Linked DNA regions of Triticum aestivum: region 1 is linked to region 2. Evidence: chromatin contacts called from public Hi-C data. All regions are on one chromosome and are shown on one strand. Each heading gives the region's core, a stretch centred on a gene start, on an enhancer-like site or on the middle of the called end of the contact. The rest is flanking DNA. Distances are from core to core; before and after follow the strand shown. Region 1 holds the start of LOC123137784 (kinesin-like protein KIN-7C). Region 2 holds the start of LOC123139339 (GATA transcription factor 5).

Region 1 (5,726 bases), core at 3,173-5,672, 190 kb before region 2:
TGTCGCTGATTTAATACAATTTTGGGACAGATGTAGTATGTATGTATAAGGACCTGCTCATGATAGATCTCAAGGAGTCATCAAACAATGCTTAAAACCATTTCCAAATTTTCATCACCTTTCTTAGAAAATAAACTGCAGCAAACACATTTCTTAGCATAATTACGACTCCCATTTTCTTTCAGGTAAAATAAATGAGCTGCAGGGGCAAGAGCATAAAATCATGCCTAAACGATAATCCCGTACCTGGTCACCTAACTGTTTCTGATAATGAACCTGAGCCATCTCCTTAAGTTCAGCAACAAATTCACCTATACCGGTAAATTCTGCATCACCTGTCTTGCTAGCTCCCTTTGAAGTGCTAATTTCAGATCCTGCCCTTGAAAGAGTCTCACTGCCTGCATCGTAGTTCAATGCAGATCCTCTTCTCTGGTACTCTTCAGGTCTTCCTGGGAAGATTACCAAACTTCTGTTTACTGGTGTGCAATCCTCCATCTCCATCTCATCAAGTAAAGTAGACCCTGTTAGTGATCTACAGCTCCTGCTTCTACCAATTACTCTACAACTTGATGGGTTGCGTGTTGAAGACCCTAGATCTTTAGTGATAAAAGGCCTTCTGATGTTCTCCAAATGTTGCTCCAAGGTAATAGGAGGTTCACCAAGACGCCTTGAATTCACTGAAGCTGTTGAATCATTACCACGCATGCTAGAATTCCTATTTGAAGCTTGTGGGCTGGTACTTTCTCCAGCTGACAAAGACAAACGTTCATTTCCTCCCGTTTCATTTGGCTCAATACATCGCACTTCCTTGTAATGATCTGAATCATCATGAGAGATCTGAGAACTGTCATCTCTGCTAGCGCTTGGGGGCATTCCAACAGAAGGAGGACTTCTGATTGAACGCTTTCCTGAGACCTAAACATACAAAGAAAACAAATCAGTGTTGGAGTAACAAGGCCAAAAGGTAATAACTAGAAGTCACACAAGTAAAAATACCTGGTGCTTTGGGTCACGATCACCAACAACTTGCAGCAAATCCTGCAACCTGGACTGAGCCAAATCACGTTGCGACTTCAGTTCTTTTATTTCTTTCTCCATCTGCGGAAGACATGCAATGTCATGAATGGATAGAAAGAAAAATGAGTTTATCTGTGTGTATTCCAAGGGAAATACAGAGGTAAGCAATATCAATCTCCATTATTCAGGAACGAAAGAAAACAGACTAGAGTTTTCCATGCACTGTACCTTTCTGATTTGGTTGTCCTTTTCCTTCACCTGTGCTTCCAGACTAGAGTTTGAAACTGGCTGCCGCAACTCACTCTCCAGTCTAGCAACTTCCTTCTGCAAATGCTTAACTAGTGTTTTATCGGACATGACCACATTAACCTGGGCATTTGTAACTACATCCTTTGCACAACTCCCGAAAAAGAGTGTATTCCTTGATTGCTCAATGTGACTTGTTGCAGGGCTGAGTGTACAAATAATTGCAGTTCTTGCATTGCCTCCCAAAGAAGGTTGTAATATGCGTGTAAGCTTGGAGTCTCTATACGGTACGTGTGCATTACTCCCCATGCTGAATAATGAAAGAAAGCTTGAAATGTCAGCAACTAACAATCCCATGACTACACAAGTAATTACTCCTATAATGTGAAGAATCAAAGCAAAGTAAAAATGTGAGCTGAATTTGCAACCTTAGCTTCCTAATGACAGTGCCAAGGGAAAGCAAACTTTTATTGATGTGGCAACCTTCTTTCAGCCTTGTGCCAGCTGACATAGCCTGAGATGCACGCTCACTTCCTGCCAAATCAACAAAGTTCTGCATGGGAAATATAATTGCCGCTTACACTCTTTCTCCAGATTGTATAAACTTAACAAACTGTGGCGTCTTTCTTACCACACTAGCCACAAGGGTAGTTGACTTGTCCTTTCCTAAGAATTCACGAGCAGAACTTTCAACAGTCTGAATTGGTAGATGAACATTAAACGGTCAGCAAACATGCACACATCTATGACGAATGGGACACATATACATCAAAGTATTTCGTAAATATAATCAAGTTAAGGACAAACCAATTTAAGTATTTGATGTGATCTGGAGCTTTTTTCATTTAAGAAGGTCTCCCCCGTTCTCCTTTGAGCTATTACAATCACGTAAAGCACAAATGAGAACATACAATAACCATTAGTTACACAATATGCAAGCTGCTATTAGTAAGCAATATTGAACCTTCGCAAACGGAAATAAGCCCCTTGAGGTGGTTCCAGTCCCTTAATATAACCTCCGTAAGATTCTCCACGTAGGTGCCTTTCTGTAGAATAAACATCACTAAACCGGTTAGCAAACATGAGCATAACATACTCAAGGTTAACAATGCTGAAAAAGAACATATTATTACCTCTGCATCATCCCAAAGTCTAAGAGGAGTATTTTCTGCACTCAGAAGATCCCTAACAACTTCATTATATATTTCAATTGCTGAGAACTTCAACACGAATGCTCTCTCCTCATGCTGAAAAGGAAACACTGGTTTGAGGACTTTGTAACAACCGAGACCAAAACTTGGCCATGGAAGCTATGGTTGGCTGGGAGTTGATCACCTTGTTAATATAATCATATATATCTGCTACTGTGCATTCTGTCACTCCAGTCATAGTGTATGTCTTTCCACTACTTGTTTGCCCGTACGCAAAAACACTTGCTGAGAGAGAAGACACACTCTGATTTAGTTCAAATGCTATTATGTTTCACAATTTTCGACTCACAAGCTTTTGTTTAGTTTGCACTCACAGTTAATGCCACCAACTACAGAGAGGGCAACTTCCTTGACCCCTTCCTGGTAGACTTCTTTCGTACTGCACTCAGAATGAAATACCCTGTCTGCAAATACAAGAGATTTATGTTTAAAAACGATACACGTTAGGAAAATGGAACCAAACTATACTAGTATTACCAACTAATGACCACAACTTACCTGAGATACTTACATAGCAATTGAACACATTGGAATGATTTAAACAGTAAGTTAACAATAGATAAAGCCATAATCACTATGCAGTGATATAAACGTCAAGTATACATGAAATTGTGTAGGGAAATATGATGTTTGAGTGTTGCTTCTAAGAGCAGTTGTAGTACTCTACATCAGGTGTTATGAAAAATGTTCCCAAAAAGCAGTAGTACAAACTAATTAACCATATTGAAGAACCAGAGCAATGAAAAAACACAAAAGATGTAAGCATGAAAAGAGCAGAACACAGCTCACTAACCAAATGTGTATGCGGTTGGAGCCGTGGGTCGATCCGGGAAGGTACTCCGGAACATGATGGTGGTGTCATTGATGCACTCCCACTCGGCAGGCTCACCCCTTGCAATCTCCTTGTCACTCAGCGGCCTCACCCTCACTAACACCTGTATCCTATCCAGGCTTCCTGCGCCACTCCCACCGCCATTCACCACCTCCGCCCCATTCATCTTGTCCCACTGCACGGACTCGTTGCCTCCAATCGCCCCCATTCGCTCTCCCACTTACCTGCCCCGTCCAGCACCTCTCCCTACACCATCTGCCAGAAATGCGCCATTATAAGACCACAGCCAAGAAGCAAGGCACATATGATACGTACACGAATAAAGAAGAAGCAGACAAGAAGCCAACACGGCAGGGGATGCACGAATCTGTCCTGTCCCAGTGGATTTGAGTGCCGGGCAAGGCTGTTGACGAGCTTGCTGCTGCTGCTGCGGGTGGAGGAGAAGGCAAGCATTTTTATGTGGACCCTTGGCTACCAGTAATTACGCGCATCATCAGGGTTCAGGACAGTGGTTAGCATGTCCGATGGCCGGATACAACCGGAGAACCACCGATAATGCCAAATCTATGGCGCCCCTGTCACGCTAACCATCCTCCTTCCCGAGGAATTCGCAGTTATTAGCAGATCTGCACGAAGCAATCGCCTGACCTAAGCACTCCCTAACAACCGGAACAGTAGCCCCAGCAGGCTCACATCGACGTCGCCACCAACCAGCCGCAACAGCAGCTCTCCTCTCCTCTCCTCTCCTCCCCTCTGGTGACCAGTAATGCTCAAGCAATAGCATAATAAAGGAAAAGCGGGTGAGTTATTAATAACATACCGAGGCTTGGCGAAGACGGGCGGCTCCGGCAGGCGAGGAAGCGACGTTTCTCCGGACGGCGGCGGCCATGGCTCGGGCGATTTCTGGCGGGGGATTCGCAGGGGAGTGGGGGGTTTTGGAGTCGTGAGGTGGGGGGGGGGGGTCTGGGAGTGGCGCCGACCTCACCGCGTGCGACTGCTCCCCACGACGATCGATTTGGGGGAGAGAAGGGTCAGGAGTGTGGGAGACGGTGGCTCGATCTTTTTTTCCTTTTTTTTTTCTTTTTCTTTCTGCCAACCCCAGGAGACCGTTGCTTGGATTCCTCTGTCCCCTCTCTCCCGGGGATCGTTTTCAATGATCTTGCTTAGTGGGCGCTTTTGCACGCAGGCCCTTTATGTTTTATATATGTTGTTTCAGTTAAGTGCTTTCCACTGCACGTATTCGCAAACGCTGTACGCCCGTATACTGCGCCGTATTGTACGTACGAGCAAGCAGCTACTGGTAGCGAAATCGATCCAAGAGTAATGAATCACTCGGATGGTATGCTTGCCGAAATCTCAGCGCACGCAGAACCGGATACGTACGAGGGACGGGACAAGGGATGCCGGGGGAGTAAAGAAGGGAACATCCATGATACGTGCCGTGTATTTATCTCGGCAAGTTAATGCGGCGTGGAAATTTCGTGCGGGGGACAGACGGACAGTGCGGCGAGCAAATTCAAATGCTTGGCCGTTCTGACTATAGTGAGCGGTGGACCGCGTCTGAAGGTGGCCGGTGAACATCGGAGAATTGCTCACCACTAAGGGCATCTCCAGCCGTTTGGCCCCCCAGGGCGCCTAAATAGAGCGGCCTGAGGCGTGCCGGCGCTAGTTCGGTCCCTGGGGGCGACCTAGGTCCCAGTCACGTCCCCCACGCGCCGGCCCCAGGATGCGGGAAATTCAAACTTGGTCGTTCCCGTTCTCAAAAGACGCCGCAAATCCGGCGGTCGGACGTAGTCTGGCGTTACAAAAAACAGAGGGGCGCCGTGCGCAACGAATCACTCGGCTTGGTCGGCTCCAGGCGTTGGCGGAGTCGGCGTGCGCGGGCTCGTCGGTGCCGGACCTGCTCCGTCGCAGGGCTGCGTCGGCGCGGCTTCGGCACTGCTGGGCGGCGATGTAGAGGCGCCGTCCGGGCTTGGCGCCGTGTGATCGTGGGCGTCATCGGCGTCGTCGGCGTTGCCGTCGGCAGCTCGTTCAGGATGAGGCCGCGCTGCACCAGGTACCACGCCTTGAGCTTCTCGTCGTTGCTCTGGAGCATGTCCGCCCCGCTCATCAGAAAAGCCATGTCGGTGTTCCTCTTCTTCGCGGCGACGTTCGTCCGGAGCAAGTCGAGCTTGATGGCGTTGTTCTTCATAAGCGACGACCACCGCGCCTTGGTCTTCTATTCGCGTAGGACGGTCCGAGCCTGGGCGTCGGCGAGGCAATGCTCGATGGACTCCTGCACTCGCGTGGTTGCCGCGTCGGCGCTTTTCCCCTTCTTTGCCAACTTGTGGCCGTCCGGCCGTCCCTCTGACGCGCCCGGAGTCGACGCGTCTGGCTTGTATGTCTCCTTGGCCTTATCGAGGGCACGCCGGACTTCCGCC
Region 2 (5,687 bases), core at 538-3,037:
AAAAATAATCCTCTTTGAGCAGTCCCTAGTTTCGCTGAAAAAATCGTGCAGGAAAGCCATCTAGATAGCCGTCTTTTATTAATGGTTTGCATGATTAATATCTTTATGAGTTTTCCTCCATGTGTTTCGAGCCTCATTTTTTTAGCGATCCAATGCACCCCATCTTTGTCTATGTTGTCTCCCTTCATTCCTCCAAAAATAATGTGTTTATTTTTAATGCACTATCCAAGTGCATCACATGCAACATTCATATCTTGTGAGATCTTTTAAGAGATCATGTAGATGCACTTTGATTCGCAGCTGAAAAGCTGACGTTAAATTTTTAACATTTAGGACAGTAATTTTAGAGGATGCGATCATTATGATCTTCTCTTGATAATTTGTTTGATTTGTGTTTCATTGTAGGAGTTCTCTATAAAAGTTTTTCTGCATGACTTCACTGCACTATAATTATCGAAAAACGCTTTCGCCCCGTTTTATATATAAAGCAAAGATCATCAACAAATCCGGTACAAACGCACGCCAACACAACACACACATCCAAGGCAGGATACAAAGATGCTGTGCGCAATAACACCACCCCTAACACTACAAGAGCAACCGGAGATCTCGGCCGTGACCACGCCACCGCTAAGAGGTGAAGCCGCATATGGCGAACCGTGTGCTTCAAGGCGGCGCCTTCAGAAAGGGAACGACACTGGAGCGCCGCCACCGCCCGACACGAGGGTCAGGGTTTCCCCTGGAGAAACACAACGGGCAATGAAGGCCGCGACGACGCCTTCAAGAAGGAAGTGAGTCGCCGCCGCCGGTCCGTCCAAAGATAGAGCAGGTTTTCACCCCGCCCAACAATCACCACCACCGAACGTCACACCCAGGTAACCATGCCGCCCACAAGGCCATGGTTCACCAGGCAGCACCAAGCCACGGGCTCTGCCCGTGAGCACCGCGCTCCCACCACCAGGGCCGCCGCCCTGGCATCAAAGACCTTGACACCACCTCACCCGAGACCCGCCGCTACTCCAACCAAAGAGACGAGTGGAAAGGTCCCGTCTTTCGCACCCCTGGGCGACCCCCATCGCCGAGACCCAAGAGGTCGGCCGAAACTGGCCTCCATAGACCTGTCCTGCTGCACCGGGCGCGAGACGGGCTCAGTCCTGCTGCCGGACGCGAGACGAGGTCGGTCCTGCTGCCAGGCGCGAGACGAGATCGGTCCTGTTGCCGGGCGCGAGACGAGCTCGGTCCTACTGCCGGGCACGAGACGAGATCAGTCCCGCAGCACCAGACGCGAGACAGGCGATGGACCGCAGCTGGGAGAGGGCCAGCCCTTTGACGAAGGTAGCGTCCGAACGCCGAGGAGAGGAATCGAAGGCCACAACAAGCCGCTTCCCGACGGGCCGACGCCGGAGATGTCCGTCCGCCGCCGTGAAACGACCCAAACCACCGCCGTGAGCCACCACCACGCCGTGGCAGCCCACATCCATGCCGGGACCCCGAGGGACAGCCCCGAGCCGCCCTGCAGCGGCTGAGGTGCGCCGCTGAGGTCGCAGCCCGCCCCCGCGCCGCCCGTCTGCGCCAGATCCCAAACCGGGAGCCGCCGCCGCCACGAGCACGCCAGCCAACGCGCAGCCTGCGCCCCAGCCCCGCCGCCACCTCCCGCACCATGACGAAGCACATCGGAGTCGGGTCCGGCCGGACCTGACCAAGGACGCCCCACCGCGACCAACGTAAGAGAGCCCACCTCCCGCGCCGCCTGGATCCCGCGACACCAGTGCGCTCCACCGCCCCCATGCAGCCCTCCGCACCACCAGGAGACGCCCAGCACCGCCGCCAGTCGCCTCCACAGCACCGCCGCGCCGTCCCGCACCACGACGCGCCCCGACCTGATTGGATCTGCCCGCGGCAGCCCCACCACGCAAGGGGGAGAAATCGCCCTGCCGGCCGCCGGGCTTTGCCCGCCAGCGCGAGCAGGCGGCGGCGAGGAGGGAGGAGGAGAAGGAGGACTGCTGGTGGGGGGCGGCTAGGGTTCCTCCCCTGCCGCCCGCGGGAGCGACAGAGGGAGGAGCGACAGAGGGAGGAGCAGCATTTATCCAGAGTGGTAGCTTTTTCACTGCACTACAATTATAGGATAGGTTTCATTGACTCAAAGACCTTGTTAAGATCCTTGATTTTTCATGGCGCAACAAACATATTTTGGTGCAAATTCACAACGACAACATCTAAGTGTCCATGATATTTTTTTTTTGAACATCAGTACATACACAAAGCGCTCATATACACGCGCATACACTCACCCATATGAACAGACATACGCACACCCTACCCCTATGAGCACCTCCGAAAGACTGAGCCGACATATCATTTTGAGATTTACGAAGTTACCATAAACGCTTCGTCGTCGACGGGAACGTCTCCTCCCACTGAATGCGCATAGCCGGAAATCCTGAAATAAATTCAGGAATAAATGCGAGCATCAGGATTTGAACCTGGTGGGTTGGGGATACCACAGTCCCTCTAACCATCCAACCATAGGTTGGTTTGCAAGTGTCCATGACATTGCAATCTACTAGTGTTTACCCTATTGATGTGTTTTGGTACATCTTAATACACCTTGATAGACGGTTCTACATACCCTACTAGTACTATCCAAACAGATCTCCACTCGGTCAAATATGGAGCAGAAGATTTGTTAACCCGATTTGGCAAGCCGAATTTGTGATTTCATTAGTTATTGCACACGCGATGCATGCTGCTTGCACCACAACGGCAACGAATAAACACCGAACATGGCGAGCACGGCATTGCTTGACGCGATGGTTTATTACTCGCCTGAAGCGGACAAATTCACTGTTTTGCCCTTTTTTAAAAATAATAATAATTCAGCACGATCTTTTTTTTTTGAAAATAACTTCAGCACGATCTGAAGCGGCGAACAACTCAGATTTTTCGAAACAGTATTTGCTCCCAACGAACAGAGGGAAAGGACCCGCAGGCCCATCACGAGTCCACACCGGCCCCTGTGCAACCCGTAGTAATCAATCGCCCCAACCGGCTTACTCACCGACGCAAAAGTTGCAAGCAAAATAATATAATCACACAAACTGCCCCGGCGAATAAACTGCTGCCGCGCGCAGTGCGCGAATCTGTTCTAGATTCGCTCATTTCGGGGAGTACATGTATTTTCGGAAAGGAGACTGTCAGATAAGAGAAAAAAAGAAAAAGCATCACTTCACTTAAAATAAACCACTACAAAAAATAGTGGCAATATCGGCATGAGTCAAGCTTAGAGATGCTCGGCAACATGTTTATTAAGCTGTAATATGTATTCCTTCCGTCCCATAATATAAGAATATTTTTAACACTAATATAATGTTAAAAACACTTTTATATTATGGGACGGAGGGGGTAGAAAATAATACCTATTTACATAGATCAGGTGGTGAAATGGTATCATTACATCTGTCAGCTAAATATTTTAATAGACCCCCACCACACACACGCACATTTTTTTAATATATATTCATCCGGGAACTAGCACCCAAAAGCATCATAACGAATGGAGTAAGAATATATATATGACTATTGACCGGTAGTATTCTGTTTTTTTTTTGACAGGAAAAAGAAATGGGGTGGAGCAACGTGATTGAGGGAGAGCAAAGCGGGAGAAAACAACACAACAGTGCATTTGTTGCGGACACGGACTTTGGCAGCCATTCAATGACCCACCAGACACTCATCTCTTCCGCCCCTGCTGCCGCTGCCTTTTCCTCTGCTCCTCACCTCCTCCACGCCTCCCTCCCTACCCTTTCCCCCTCCTACTCCTCTGCAGCCGCCTCCGCCATGTCGTCGTCGTTCGCGCACCACCACGGCTCCCTGCAGGTAAATACATAGCCTCTCTGTGCTGAGACGTGTGTGTGTGTGTGTGACGGTTTCTAGCAAGAGAGAAGGTGGTTCTCTTCTCTAGAGGGAACTGACGAGAGCTTGCTCTCCTGCTTTCTGTGGGTGCGGTTTCAGGCGGAGAGGATGTCCGCGCTGAGGAGTAGCCTCAGGCCGTGCGAGGCAGCCGAGGAGGTGGCGGCCGCCGTGGTCGCTGGGCCGGCGCCGTGGGGAGCCGGGCTGCTGGGTGACGGCTTCTCGGTGGAGGAGCTCCTAGACCTTGAGGAGCTCTGCGAGGTGGACAAGGAAGGCGGCTTCCTCTGCGAGACGGCGCCGGCCGCCGAGGAGGACGAAAAGTGCAGTGACTCCCACGGGTCGTCGGCGGTCTCCTACGAGCTCATGCCGCTTATTCCGCCGGAGATGGACCTGCCGGTAAGACGTTTCACCTTTTTCTTTGCCTTTCTCCGGCCAGACGGCGCTATTTTAGGTTTCCAGCGTTATTCATTTCTTTTGCGTGCTTTCTGTGTAGGCCCACGACGCGGAGGAACTGGAGTGGGTGTCGGGTATCATGGACGACTCGCAAGCAGAGCTCCCGCCGCCGCCGCAGCTCCCAGCGCCAGCGGCGTGGCCACCGCAGCACCGCCAGCCGCAGGAAAGCACCGTGCCGGCCGTGGACCCTATGCGGACCCCGACCATATGCGCGCTTTCCACGGAAGCGCTGGTGCCGGTGAGGTCCAAGAAGCGCAGCAAGCGCTCGCGCGGCACCACCGTATGGTCGCTCTCCGGCGCGTCCATATCCGACTCGGCGTCGTCGTCCGCCACCAGCTCCTCCTGCTCCTCGTCGGCCTCCCTGTCGTCCTTCTTCCTGATGGACTCCCCCACCTTCAACCTCCTGGACGAACCGCCACGCACCAAGAGCAAGAGCAAGAAGTCGAAGCACAAGGCCAAGAAGCGCGGGCGCAAGCCAAAGAGCCACCTCCCGCCGCAGCTGTCGGGCGGCGCCGCCTCCCCGCCCGGGCAGGGCGACCGGCGCTGCAGCCACTGCGGCGTGCAGAAGACGCCCCAGTGGCGCGCGGGGCCAGAGGGCGCCAAGACGCTGTGCAACGCCTGCGGCGTCCGCTTCAAGTCGGGGCGGCTCCTCCCGGAGTACCGGCCGGCGTGCAGCCCCACGTTCGTGGGCAACCTGCACTCCAACTCCCACCGCAAGGTGCTGGAGATGCGCCGCAAGAAGGACCCCGTCCCCGTCGTCATCGAGGCCGCAGCCGCGCCGGCCGTGGCCTCGTTCTAGCCGCCCCTCCCCGCGGCGGCTAGTGTACATCTTTTTCGGCCGTGTCGTTGATTAGTCTGTTGTAACGTACTCCTCCTGGATTTTTCTTGGCGTCCTCTATTTAGTTGTTGCCCTACTACTAGAAAGAACTTGTTAGAAAGTAGTTTTAGTAGAAGTCTATTAGGTCGTGTTAGGTGCAGGGATTACCACTGCTCTACTAAGCTTTCGGGTTTAGCTTTGGTCTGTTAGGATATTGCCGTAGAAGTGGCGCCTTTTTAGTGGAGCCTCGGGAAGAAAGCTTTCGAAGTTGTTTGAATCATGCGAGGGGCAGAAGTGGCAATGTCCATCCTTGGGTTATCTTTGGTGTGAAGCAAGAAGCTAGCTAGCTAGCGGCCTTGTTTTTCTTTCAAGGAAGCTGCCAACGATTCCGGAAGAATACCATGTCTGGTAGTAGTGTCATGGCGTGGATTCCCCTCTTCCTCTTCACATCAGCGTGCCTGTGCCAAATCTACCCAAGGAGTTGCAGCTTACGGCCCTTCGTCATTAC

Evidence for each region. Hi-C and Micro-C count contacts between places; a contact is called where the count stands out from the background.
Region 1: a contact with region 2 is called in a Hi-C map of leaf, with 5 times the contacts expected there. The contact joins the promoter of LOC123137784 here to the promoter of LOC123139339 in region 2. A contact is called at or near these places in 3 of 5 Hi-C or Micro-C datasets (all in leaf).

What each region holds. Positions count from the first base shown.
Region 1 is chr6B:522,856,247-522,861,972 of IWGSC CS RefSeq v2.1, reverse strand. It overlaps LOC123137784 (kinesin-like protein KIN-7C), which reads right to left and starts at 4,422. Exons shown (of 14, transcript XM_044557629.1): 1 at 4,127-4,422; 2 at 3,268-3,561; 3 at 2,789-2,878; 4 at 2,599-2,699; 5 at 2,397-2,510; 6 at 2,228-2,309; 7 at 2,071-2,138; 8 at 1,895-1,960; 9 at 1,692-1,816; 10 at 1,246-1,573; 11 at 997-1,098; 12 at 247-915. The coding sequence starts at 3,514.
Region 2 is chr6B:522,663,765-522,669,451 of IWGSC CS RefSeq v2.1, reverse strand. It overlaps LOC123139339 (GATA transcription factor 5), which reads left to right and starts at 1,787. Exons shown (of 4, transcript XM_044559141.1): 1 at 1,787-2,095; 2 at 3,613-3,876; 3 at 4,012-4,305; 4 at 4,403-5,497. The coding sequence starts at 1,787. The coding sequence ends at 5,161.